Regions from separate parts of the Mus musculus genome. Here region 2 is linked to region 1. Evidence: chromatin contacts called from public promoter capture Hi-C data. All regions are on one chromosome and are shown on one strand. The core of a region is the stretch at or near the end of the contact, and the rest is flanking DNA. Distances in the headings are between cores, read along the strand shown.

Region 1 (4,917 bases), core at 1,339-3,838:
CCTGCCATTCAACAAAATCAGTTCCCAGAAGATACCCTGACCTGTACAGTCACACATGGCTTCACACAGTGCAACATCCACTTCCAAGGCGCTAGCAACCCGGAGACTGCATCTTCCTAGCTCAACCTCCGTCCACCAAAGGCTAGGTGCTTACCAGTCTCTCCCAGCTGAACATCTCTGGGAGGATGGGATTGGCATCGACGGTGCAGACTATATCCACAGAACCCCCAACATTCACCTCAGTAGGGTCCTTCAGGGCACGGATGGTGGGAGCATCTATTGGGAGATAGGTGCTTGATGAAGAAACTTAGCGGGTGAGGGGGGACAGATCTCAGGGAGGAGGAGTGTCTTTCAGGTGTCCAGAATAGTATGGAGGTGGGTACAGCTTGCCCTTTATGGAAGAGAATTCTCAAGATAATAAGCCTGTCTTCATCGTTGTGCCTCTGTGATTATTAGAGTCTGGTATGTGCGCTGGGGGGCGGGGGTATACCAGAACTGTGCTGGGGTGGGGTCAAGAGAACTTGAATGGGCGTGTCGTCCACAGTAAGGAGCAACTCTTGGGAAACCCTAGTTTTCCGGGTTTCTGAGGGGGCTCACAATGCACGTCCAGCTTCAACAGCGCCTCGGCGGTGCCCTCCGAGTTCTGGCAGTGTAGCTGATAAAAGCCATCGTCAGCTCGGGTTACATTCCACAGCTGCAGTGCCCCTCCAGACAGGATGCGGTGCCGGGGACCCCCAGCTGCGGAAGGAGTGGGTCAGGAGCCTGGAAGTCCCGCCCAGCCTCCTGAATCTGAACCCTCCTCCAGGCCCACATCCTACCTGGGCTGAGGCGGTAGCCTCGGAAGGTCCAGTTGAAGGCCTCGGGGGCGGGGTTAGCAGACACGGACACAGGCAGCAGTGCCTGGCCCTGCTCCACCACGGTCACTGCCCGCACTTGCTCTCCCAGGAACTCTGGAGGGTCTTCAGAGGGGGCGACCCAGGAAGTCAAGAGTCGGTAAAGTTAAGGCACAAGTTCAGGGGTTAAGGTTAGGGTCGAGGCCAGGACTAGGGTGGTGGACAGGACAATTGTTAGAACTGAGATCTGGGACAAGGCTCTGGATAGAAGCTAAAACCTGGTAGGATGGTTCAACTGGTAAGATTACTGCCAAACCCGAGTTCAGTGTCGGGAACCCTCAAGGCGGAGGGGTGAGATCCAGCTTCCTTAAATTGTTCTGTGAGACTGGGCGGCGGCCACAGTGCACGCCTTTAATCCCAGTACTTTGGAGGCAGAGGCAAGCGAATCTCTTGTGAGTTCGAGGACAGCCTGGTCTACAGAGCTAGTTCCTGGACAGTGAGGGCTTCACAGAGAAACCCTGTCTCCGAAACCTAAACCCCACAAAAAACAAACAAAATGTTTTTCTTTTGTTTTCTGACCACCTGCTCACCATGGCCCAGACATGAGGGAACACACACAATAATTAGATGTAATTTAAAAAAATCCAAGTGGGGTGTGGTGAGGCATGCCTTTAATCCCAGCTCGTGGGAGACAGAGACAAGTGGATCATTTGTAAGTTCCAAGCCAGCCAGAGCTGTTCAGTCAGATACTGTCTGAAAAAACAAAAACAGCAGAACAAAATACGCAAAGCCAGATATGGCCTTACAGGCTTGCAATCCCAGCACTTCAGAGGCAGTAAACTTTAGAGTTCAGAGACAGGAGGATTGCTGCAAGCTCATGACTTTCCTACTCTTCATATCAAGTTCCAGGTCAGTCAGGACTATTTTAAAACTTTTAAAATTTAACAATTGAGAAGCTAAGATCCAGTTTTGAGGGGAGGAAAAAAAAGATAGCAGCGAGTGCCAAGCTGAGAGTGGAGAGCGTGGATTGGAACTGCTGACAGCCGGAGATCAGGATGAAGGCTAGGAAAGTTACAAACTCGGTAGAGGTCAAGGTGAAGACTCCAGTAGCTGCCGTCTACAGGGGATGGTGCGAGAGGGGCTGTGCTAGGCCTGCGCACTTACATAACACGTTGAGGCGGTAGAAAGAGCTCACGGTTTCACGAAGTGCCTCGCTGTGGGCCCGGCAGGTAACCCGGTGACCGTGGTCTCGGGATGACACCCGAAGAAAAACACTCCTGGATGCAGCGGAGCCTTTGAATGGGGCGCTCTGGGGTTTTGCAGCCACGTCGTCCAGCCTGTGCAAGTTTGAGAAAATGGGTGAGGACCCAGCTGGTCCCGGAAGCTTAGGGCACCGAGGGAGCAGACTGGGGCGGGGGCGGGGGTAACTGAACATGGACGGGATAGGGTTTCCTATAAACTCACCTCTCTCCTTCCTTGTCCAAAGACAAGTTAACTGGAGGGTTGCTGCTGATGCTGACGCAGGTCAAGTTCAAGGCGTCGCCTGGGCGCAGTGCGGACGAGTTGGCCAGGATGGTCAGGTTTGTTGGGGGGACTTAACGGATTAGAGATTCAAAGGCTGAGGAACCTGAGCTACAAGGGTCTACACCGCCCCCTCTCCAACACTCGCCACCCGCTGGGCCTGTGCGCTCACACTGCACCACCAGCTGCGTAGACGCACTGAGCTGACCCGCCTTGCAGGAGAACTTGGCTAGGTTGTCCGGCGGGCCTATGATCAGCACCAGCTCGCGGGAGAAAGTGCTGCCGGACTTCTCCACACTGCCCAGCTGCACACGCCGGGGCTCCTGAGACTGCCGAGGATCGTTCACCGGGCGCGAATCCTGAGTATCCAAATAGGGTGGGTGGCCGTTAGCCCAGAGAGGGCCTTTGTGTGATGAAGGTGCCCTTCTCAACAGCGGCAGCAGGAGTAGGGTCTGAATTTGGGTATCCCTAGTTCTAGCCTCTCCTGCCTGCCTTGGTAGTCTTGGGATCTTTTGTCCATTGTGCACCGCGCCCCCTATCTCCACCCCCACACCTACACACACCACCTACCTCCAGCCCCCCACCCCACCCCCACCTCTCCAGCCCTTTGCTTGCTGCAGGTACCACACCCCCAAACCCAGAACTGTGATATTTACAGAACAGGAAACTCCCTCGGAATTCCCAATACTCTTTCCCTTTTCTTTGCCTCTGTTGTTTTTGCCTTGTTTTGCTTGAGAGGGGATCTCATGTAGCCAGGGTTGACCACAGAGTGAGTCCTCTAAGCAGCCTAACCGAGGATAACCTTGAACTCCTGACCTTCCTGCCTTCAGCTTCCAAGTGCTAGGATTACAAAAGGACTGACTCCCCACAGGTGTGTTTCTTAAAAATTCCCGTCTTCCGCAGGTAAGGCTGTGCTTCCAGAGGATCAGGGTTCAATTCCCAGCACCCACATGGAAGCTAACAACTTACTGTAGCTCTAGTCCTAGGGAACCTGACACACTCTTCTGACCTTCTCAAGGCATTAGGGATGAATGTGGTTCACAGACAAAACATACATGCATATTAAAATTAATAAATAAGAATTTAAAATTTCAAAAACTTTCCACTCTCCCTCCAAACTTCTCGAACCTTTTCCCTAATTCCAATATTAACCCTTAGATATCCCTGCCTCTGTCTCTGCCTCTTTTTCTGCCTCCTTCATCTCTCTGTCCCCCGTCTCTGTCCCTCTCCATATCTTTCTCTTCCCGCCCTTCATTCTTTATTTTTCTTAACATTAGCTTTAATGTGAATGAATTTTCTTTACTATGAATGGAATTATAGTTACTTTATCTCTAGAATTTTCTATTTTGACCCAAAGTTCCTTTTTTTTTTTAATCCTGGAATTATTTTTCCAGAACTTTCCTGGGGGTTCCATTAATTCTCATGGCATTTGTGACTTTCCATAATCTCTAGAGTTTTCCAAGAGATACGGGTGTTTCCACGTTCTGAGGGGGTGGAGAGGACAAGAGGATCAAAAGGCTGAGCAGGGTTTTAATCCAGGCAGAGTCGGGTGATCTCTCTAAATTGGAGACCAGCCTGGTTTACATAATGAGTTCTAGGCCTGCCAGGACTGCATCCTGAAACCCTTCCTGGATCAAAAACAAACAGAATTCAAGGCCAGCCTAGATGACATAACATCGTGTCTTAGGAAAGCAAATGAGAATGAGAGGACAGCTCAGTCAGTAGAGTGTGAGTGGTTTTAGCTCTCTCTCTCTCTCTCTCTCTCTCTCTCTCTCTCACACACACACACACACACACACACACACACACACACACACACACACACACAAGCAGATAAACAGGAAGAAAAAAGGGAAAAGAAAAAAGACAGGAAGGGCGAGAGAGGAAGGTCTCATGCCTTTCCTTTCTTGCTTGGCCCCTACCTTAAGCCAGGTGAGGGAGGGCTCTGGGTTGCCTCCAATGGCCAAGCATACCAGCCTCACCCGAGTTCCAGTCCGGATGCTCTGCCCCTCTGGGGGTCCCTCAATCCACAGCTTCTGGGCCGGGTCTATTGAGAGATGGTGAAGAGACACATTTACATCTGAAGAGAGACGTTTTCATCTGGGCTGGATCCTCAGGGTGAGCTCTGTGAAGCCTGAGGCCTCTTCGGGCTCTGGGTTAAGGCTCACATTTTACATTCAAGGTGAGTGACTTCTTGAAGGTCTCCTTGCTGAAGGCATCACTGAAGGCTTCGCAGGTGAGGGACAGGCCATTGTCTTCTCTCTTCACCAAGAGTGTCAGATTGGACATGGAGATGTGGCCACCATGCAGGCCCTAGCAAGGAGTGAGCTTCAGATTTACGGCCCGAGAAGCCCCCACTCACGGTAGCAGAGGCCTGGGTCCACCAGACCCTACCAAGGACACATGAAACTTTCCCATCCCCCCTCTATAAGACCCAGGAACTGGAGCCTCAGTCTGGGCTCCGCAGGGCCCAAAGCCTCAAGGGATGTCAAACTGCAATCATGTACATCCTCACATCCATGACTGTCTCATCCGTGGGCAGCAACTGCCGTCCACCCAACCA
Region 2 (4,917 bases), core at 1,034-3,533, 200 kb before region 1:
TTAAACCATCCTTCTCTGCTTTTAGTGTTTATCATGACTATAAATATACTTCTGAAGATATTGAAGAATTTGATTATATTAACTTGCATTTTTTAATTATCCTCAATAGTTTACAGTAATTTAGTAAGCTTCATAAGATTAGAACTTCACATATTATAGCTGTTATGTTTAGATTTTTTTCTTTTACGTTTAGATTTAAAATAAGGATTTTAAACTGGACTTCTCTTAGTGTCAAAACAAAGCTTTTTAATCCATAAAGAGACTGGGAACGTTTCTGACCTATATATGGTGTGTCATTGTAGAACATAACAGTTTCCCATATGACTCAGTTTATTAAAAAACTAGTTTCATAATGCTAGCAAAAGCAAAGATAGACATATATTCTTAAATCATCTGTCAGCCTAAATAGACCTTAGGCAAGGAGAGACATCTCTAAGCCAGTAATGTTTAACCTTTTTTAATGTTGTAAGCCTCTAAAACTTTTTAAAGGAAGTTTGAAATCTCTCAATTGTGTCTTTGCAATATCAAAATTAAGTATTTTTTAAAGAGCAAAGACATAGAGCATAATCATAATTTTCAGAAGGCAAAATCAAGTTCTAATAGTGTAAACCATTTAATCTTTCTAAAATTAATTGCAAGTGGGTTTTTATGTTACGAGTGTGGCTGTCTGAAAGGTACATTGCTGTACATACGTGCATGGAGGTGCAGTTTTTATCTTAGTAAAATTCTATAAACCTGGATTTTTAAGATAAGACGGGGGCTAGAGAGATGGCTCAGTGGTTAAGAGCACTGACTGCTCTTCTGAAAGGTCCTGACTTCAATTCCCAGCAACCACATGGTGGCTCACAACCATCTGTAATTGGATCCGATGCCCTCTTCTGGTGTGTCTGAAGACAGCTACAGTGTACTTACATATAATAATAAATAAATCTTTTTTAAAAATTAAATTCCTGCATTCCAGGAAGTTATCTGGTTCCTGAGCAGGTGGAGCTTGCAGATTAATTTGGGGAATTACCGTACTGCATGCAGGCAAAAAAACATATACTCACAAAATAAGATCTAACATATCTTAAAATATATAGAAAAGTTAGCTAAATTAAAAATTAATAAAATGAGCATTAAGTCCATTGTCTCTCATTTGTTTCTCATTGAATGAAAATCAGGACAATGTTGCGGTAATTTCTCACCCCAATAAGCCCGTATAAAAAACACACAACTCAGTTATAGTTATAAGCTATATGCCTAGATTGGGCAGATCTATCACTGTACTAATCTAGTTGCCAACTATGAGACTTCTTGCTACTTGCGGCTTCTCCAGGCCATGTCTCTCTCCTCCCTCTCTGAGACTGGGAAGAAGGCCCAGTGAGATCACCTGAGTATGCGCTCTGCTCATTGTAGAGGACAGCTCCTCTTGATGAAGCAGAATAAACATCAAAATACAAATGGCGCCAGGGCAACCCACAACAGGACAAGAATGCTCCTAAGTATGGGTGAGAAGGATTTTACTGTAGACATGAAGAAGAGTACAGCCAGAGGCATCTGGAAGAGTTCAGACTGAATATAACCAGCAAAATAGATGGGGCCACGAGAGGAGAGGTGGGGAGTGGGGCGGGGGCGAGCTAAGAAGAGAAGACTTGGAGAGAGGGTTCCAAGAGGACCCCGAGGGTGCTTGGGAATAAAGAGGGGAGTGGCCAAAATGGCTGAGTTATGAGAATCTGAAGTGGGCAAAGCTCGGGGGCTAGAGAGATTCGGTGTAGGGGCGGGGTATGCCAGGCAGGCAGGATGACTCTGTAAGAGGTTGTTGTGAGAAGGGCCTGAAGGAACCTAGAAGCTAGCATAGACCTCGATATGCCAATAGACGCCACCAAAGGCATAGATTAATGGAAGAGTTCTATGTCCCTTCTGCCAAAGACGAGGAGAATGACCACTTTTAGCAAGTAAAAACGATTTTCTTAAGTCCCTGAGAGAATGATGGGTTTTGTCTAAAAGCCCGAGTTTGGGAAAAGGAAATTTCTTGCACGTTCCCACCCGCCGCCCCCTTTTTTTCCCCAGGTAGAGTGAAGCTTTTAGAACCTTCTGCCTCTTACAGTGAGTGAAAGAACAAAGGTGGATAAGCGGGTGTCTGAATTTCACCCCATCCTTTTCATTTTCATTTACTAACCTACATACACTAGAGCGCCAAGAGCCGCTACGGGTAGCGGCCCGGTACAGAGAGACCCGTCAGCCGGGACCTGCTGTCTGCTTGGCAACCGGTGACATCTCAGCGTCGCGCTCCTGACGTCATAGATGGGCGCCATACTTAAAGAGAGTGCGGGAAGCTGCGACTGCAGCTGAGCTCTGTGACAGCCATGGAACTAACGCAGAAAGAGCGGGAACTGAGTCGCTGGGCTGCTGAAGAGATGGAGGTGCCCCTAGCAGCTCGCCCCCGGGAGTCGACGCTGCGTAGGTGAGGCTGCTTCTGGAGTAAGGTCTCCCCATCCTGGAATTAGCCTCGAGGAGTAAGATCACCGCCCTGTTAGACCCCCGGGGCCCAGGTGTAGAGAACGCGACCCCCAGAAACACAGCTTGATCATAGACGCTGTAATAACAAGAGGTTTTTAATCCGACGCACATGAGGTTGCTCAGCCTCGCAGGGAGAGTCAACCCCGATTGTCTAAATACAGCTAATTTATACTTTTTGTGAAAGGGCTCACACAGCTATTTTATTATTGGCTAATAAAGCAACAGTATAATTTTAATTTGGCAGAAAACTTTGTCAGCAATCAGCAAGGTCAAAGCAGCTTGTAGTTTTCCTCAGAATTCAGGCTGAGGAGGGCTAGGGAGGTTTTCTCAAGGATGGTCATTTCTGGCAGCTGTGGTCTTTATGACCACTAGTCTGTCCCTGCAGATAGGGAAGGGGCCGGGTGGTCTTGAATTTGTTTACACTGGCAGGGAAAGAGAAGAATCTTTCTTTCTTTCTTTTTTTTTTTTTTTTTTTTTTTTTTTTTTGAGTTTCTCAAGACAGGGTTTCTCTGTGTATCCCTGGCTGTCCTGGAACTCACTCTGTAGATCAGGCTGGCCTAGAACTCAGAAATCCACCTGCTTCTGCCTCCCAAGTGCTGGGATTAAAGACATGCGCCACCACTGCCTGGAGAAAGGGAAGATTCTTTAAGCAGCAGGAGACAGCTGAAGATAGAGAGTGGCTGCTGCAGACAGCTTGCAGCAGGAGACAGAGATAGGGGAAGCAAGCTCTGCAAATAACTTTGGTATACATTAATTAAGCTAAAAACTAAGCCGGGCGTGGTGACGCACCCCTTTAATCCTAGCACTTGATAGGCAGAGGCAGGTGAATTTCTGAGTTCGGCTACACAGAGAAACCCTGTCTTGAAAAGACAAAAACAAAACAAAACAAAATATTAAGCTAAAAACTATATTTCTTCCCAGCACTCGGGAGGCAGAGGCAGGCGGATTTCTGAGTTCGAGGCCAGCCTGGTCTACAAAGTGAGTTCCAGGACAGCCAGGGCTATACAGAGAAACCCTGTCTCAAAAAACCAAAAAAACAAAACAAAACTATTATTTCTTTATCCCTCATCGAGAATGAGACAGATCTGCAGAATAAGGGGGTTCCTACAGCACCTCACCTACCCACTCTTACCCTAATCAAAGGTGACACTAGGCAGTTGGCAGTGGCTGTTCTATTGGGGATCAAATCTGCAGAAACCAGTAGCATATGACCCTGTTATGAAAGACCATTTCCTGGGGTGGAAACCTCTTACACCCACCTCTGAAAGTGACTACAACTAAACCTCTCCTAGAAGAAATAGAACCTGTCATGGAATAAGAATACCCTCAGACTTAGGGAGAAGGCCACCCTCTCAGTGACAACCCCCAGGCCCACCCACCGAAGTGAGAAATCTTGGAACTTTCCACCACCATAACTGTGGAGACAGTGGAGGGTCCTCCTCTCCTCCTGGGCAATGCTCCAGTCATACTCTATGCTGTATCCCTTCAGGCTGTGTCTGAGTCAGGGCGCTGACATCTGGGCCTACATTGTGCAGCATGTGCGTAGTCAGAGGTAAGCCAAACCTAGTGCAGGGGAGGGGGTCAGAGAGTGGGAAAGGCACAGGGAAGGCCCACAGCAACTCCTCTCCCTTCATCTCTCCAATGCAGGAATATCAAGAAGATCCAGGGAAACCTCCTCTGGTAACTGCTTCTTAAATTCATTGATTCCTATCTTCACCAGTTTTGTCTAGCCTTGTCCATAACCAAGGCCTCTACTTCCTGCCTTCTCCCCTGGAAGCCCCAGCCATCTCCTAACTCTATTCTCTTTTCTCTAGGCATGCCTATCAGGACAATCCAAAGGTAAGAAGCCTGTGTGGTTAATATTCTCCCTCAACCAATAGTCAGCTTGCAAATATTCTGCTCTAGGCCCTGGAGGTGATGGGTCTGTCAGGAACACCATGTTACAAAACAACCCAGATCTTTGCGCTCCCAGGGATTGCGATCCAGGGTGAGCCAGGCACGAGATGGGGAGCAGTGGTGTATGGACATGGGGCATTGGTGTTGGAGAGAGGAAGGTCTTGAGTCCTATAGTCTCAGCACTCAGGATGAAGCAGAAGGGTCAACATGAGTGTAAGGCCAGCCTGGGCTACATAGTGAGACATGGTCAAAAGTAGACACAGTAAACAAAACTGCTAAAAGGAGAAGGATGAGTTTGTCAGAGCTGCTAAGGAATTCAAGGAAGAGGTCAAGACTAGGAGGGGGACCTACAATTAAGAGCATTCGCTGCTCTTGAAGAGGACTTATCCCAGCATCCAGAGCAGATGTCTAACAGCAGACTGTGATTTCAGTTCTAGGAGATCTAACACCTTCTGGCCTCCACTGGTACCTGTATGCATGTGGTACACCGACATACATTTTTTAAAAAAATGGAGGCTG

Evidence for each region. Capture Hi-C pulls out chosen DNA fragments and counts their contacts.
Region 2: a contact with region 1 is called in a promoter capture Hi-C map of liver. The contact joins the promoter of Haus5 here to the promoter of Nphs1os in region 1. A contact is called at or near these places in 7 of 39 promoter capture datasets (the C10 cell line, cranial neural crest, embryonic stem cells and 4 more) and 3 of 9 other capture datasets (adipose tissue, liver and pancreatic islet).

Annotation. Positions count from the first base shown.
Region 1 is chr7:30,463,262-30,468,178 of GRCm38.p6, reverse strand. Nphs1os (nephrosis 1 homolog, nephrin, opposite strand) reads left to right here and starts at 2,588. Exons shown (of 3, transcript NR_004443.2): 1 at 2,588-2,730; 2 at 4,537-4,917. Nphs1 (nephrosis 1, nephrin) reads right to left here. Exons shown (of 30, transcript NM_019459.2): 9 at 4,870-4,917; 10 at 4,523-4,667; 11 at 4,277-4,401; 12 at 2,527-2,713; 13 at 2,298-2,427; 14 at 1,998-2,170; 15 at 819-959; 16 at 598-738; 17 at 155-276.
Region 2 is chr7:30,662,360-30,667,276 of GRCm38.p6, reverse strand. It overlaps Haus5 (HAUS augmin-like complex, subunit 5), which reads left to right and starts at 2,283. Exons shown (of 19, transcript NM_027999.1): 1 at 2,283-2,446; 2 at 3,992-4,054; 3 at 4,150-4,182; 4 at 4,317-4,341. The coding sequence starts at 2,349.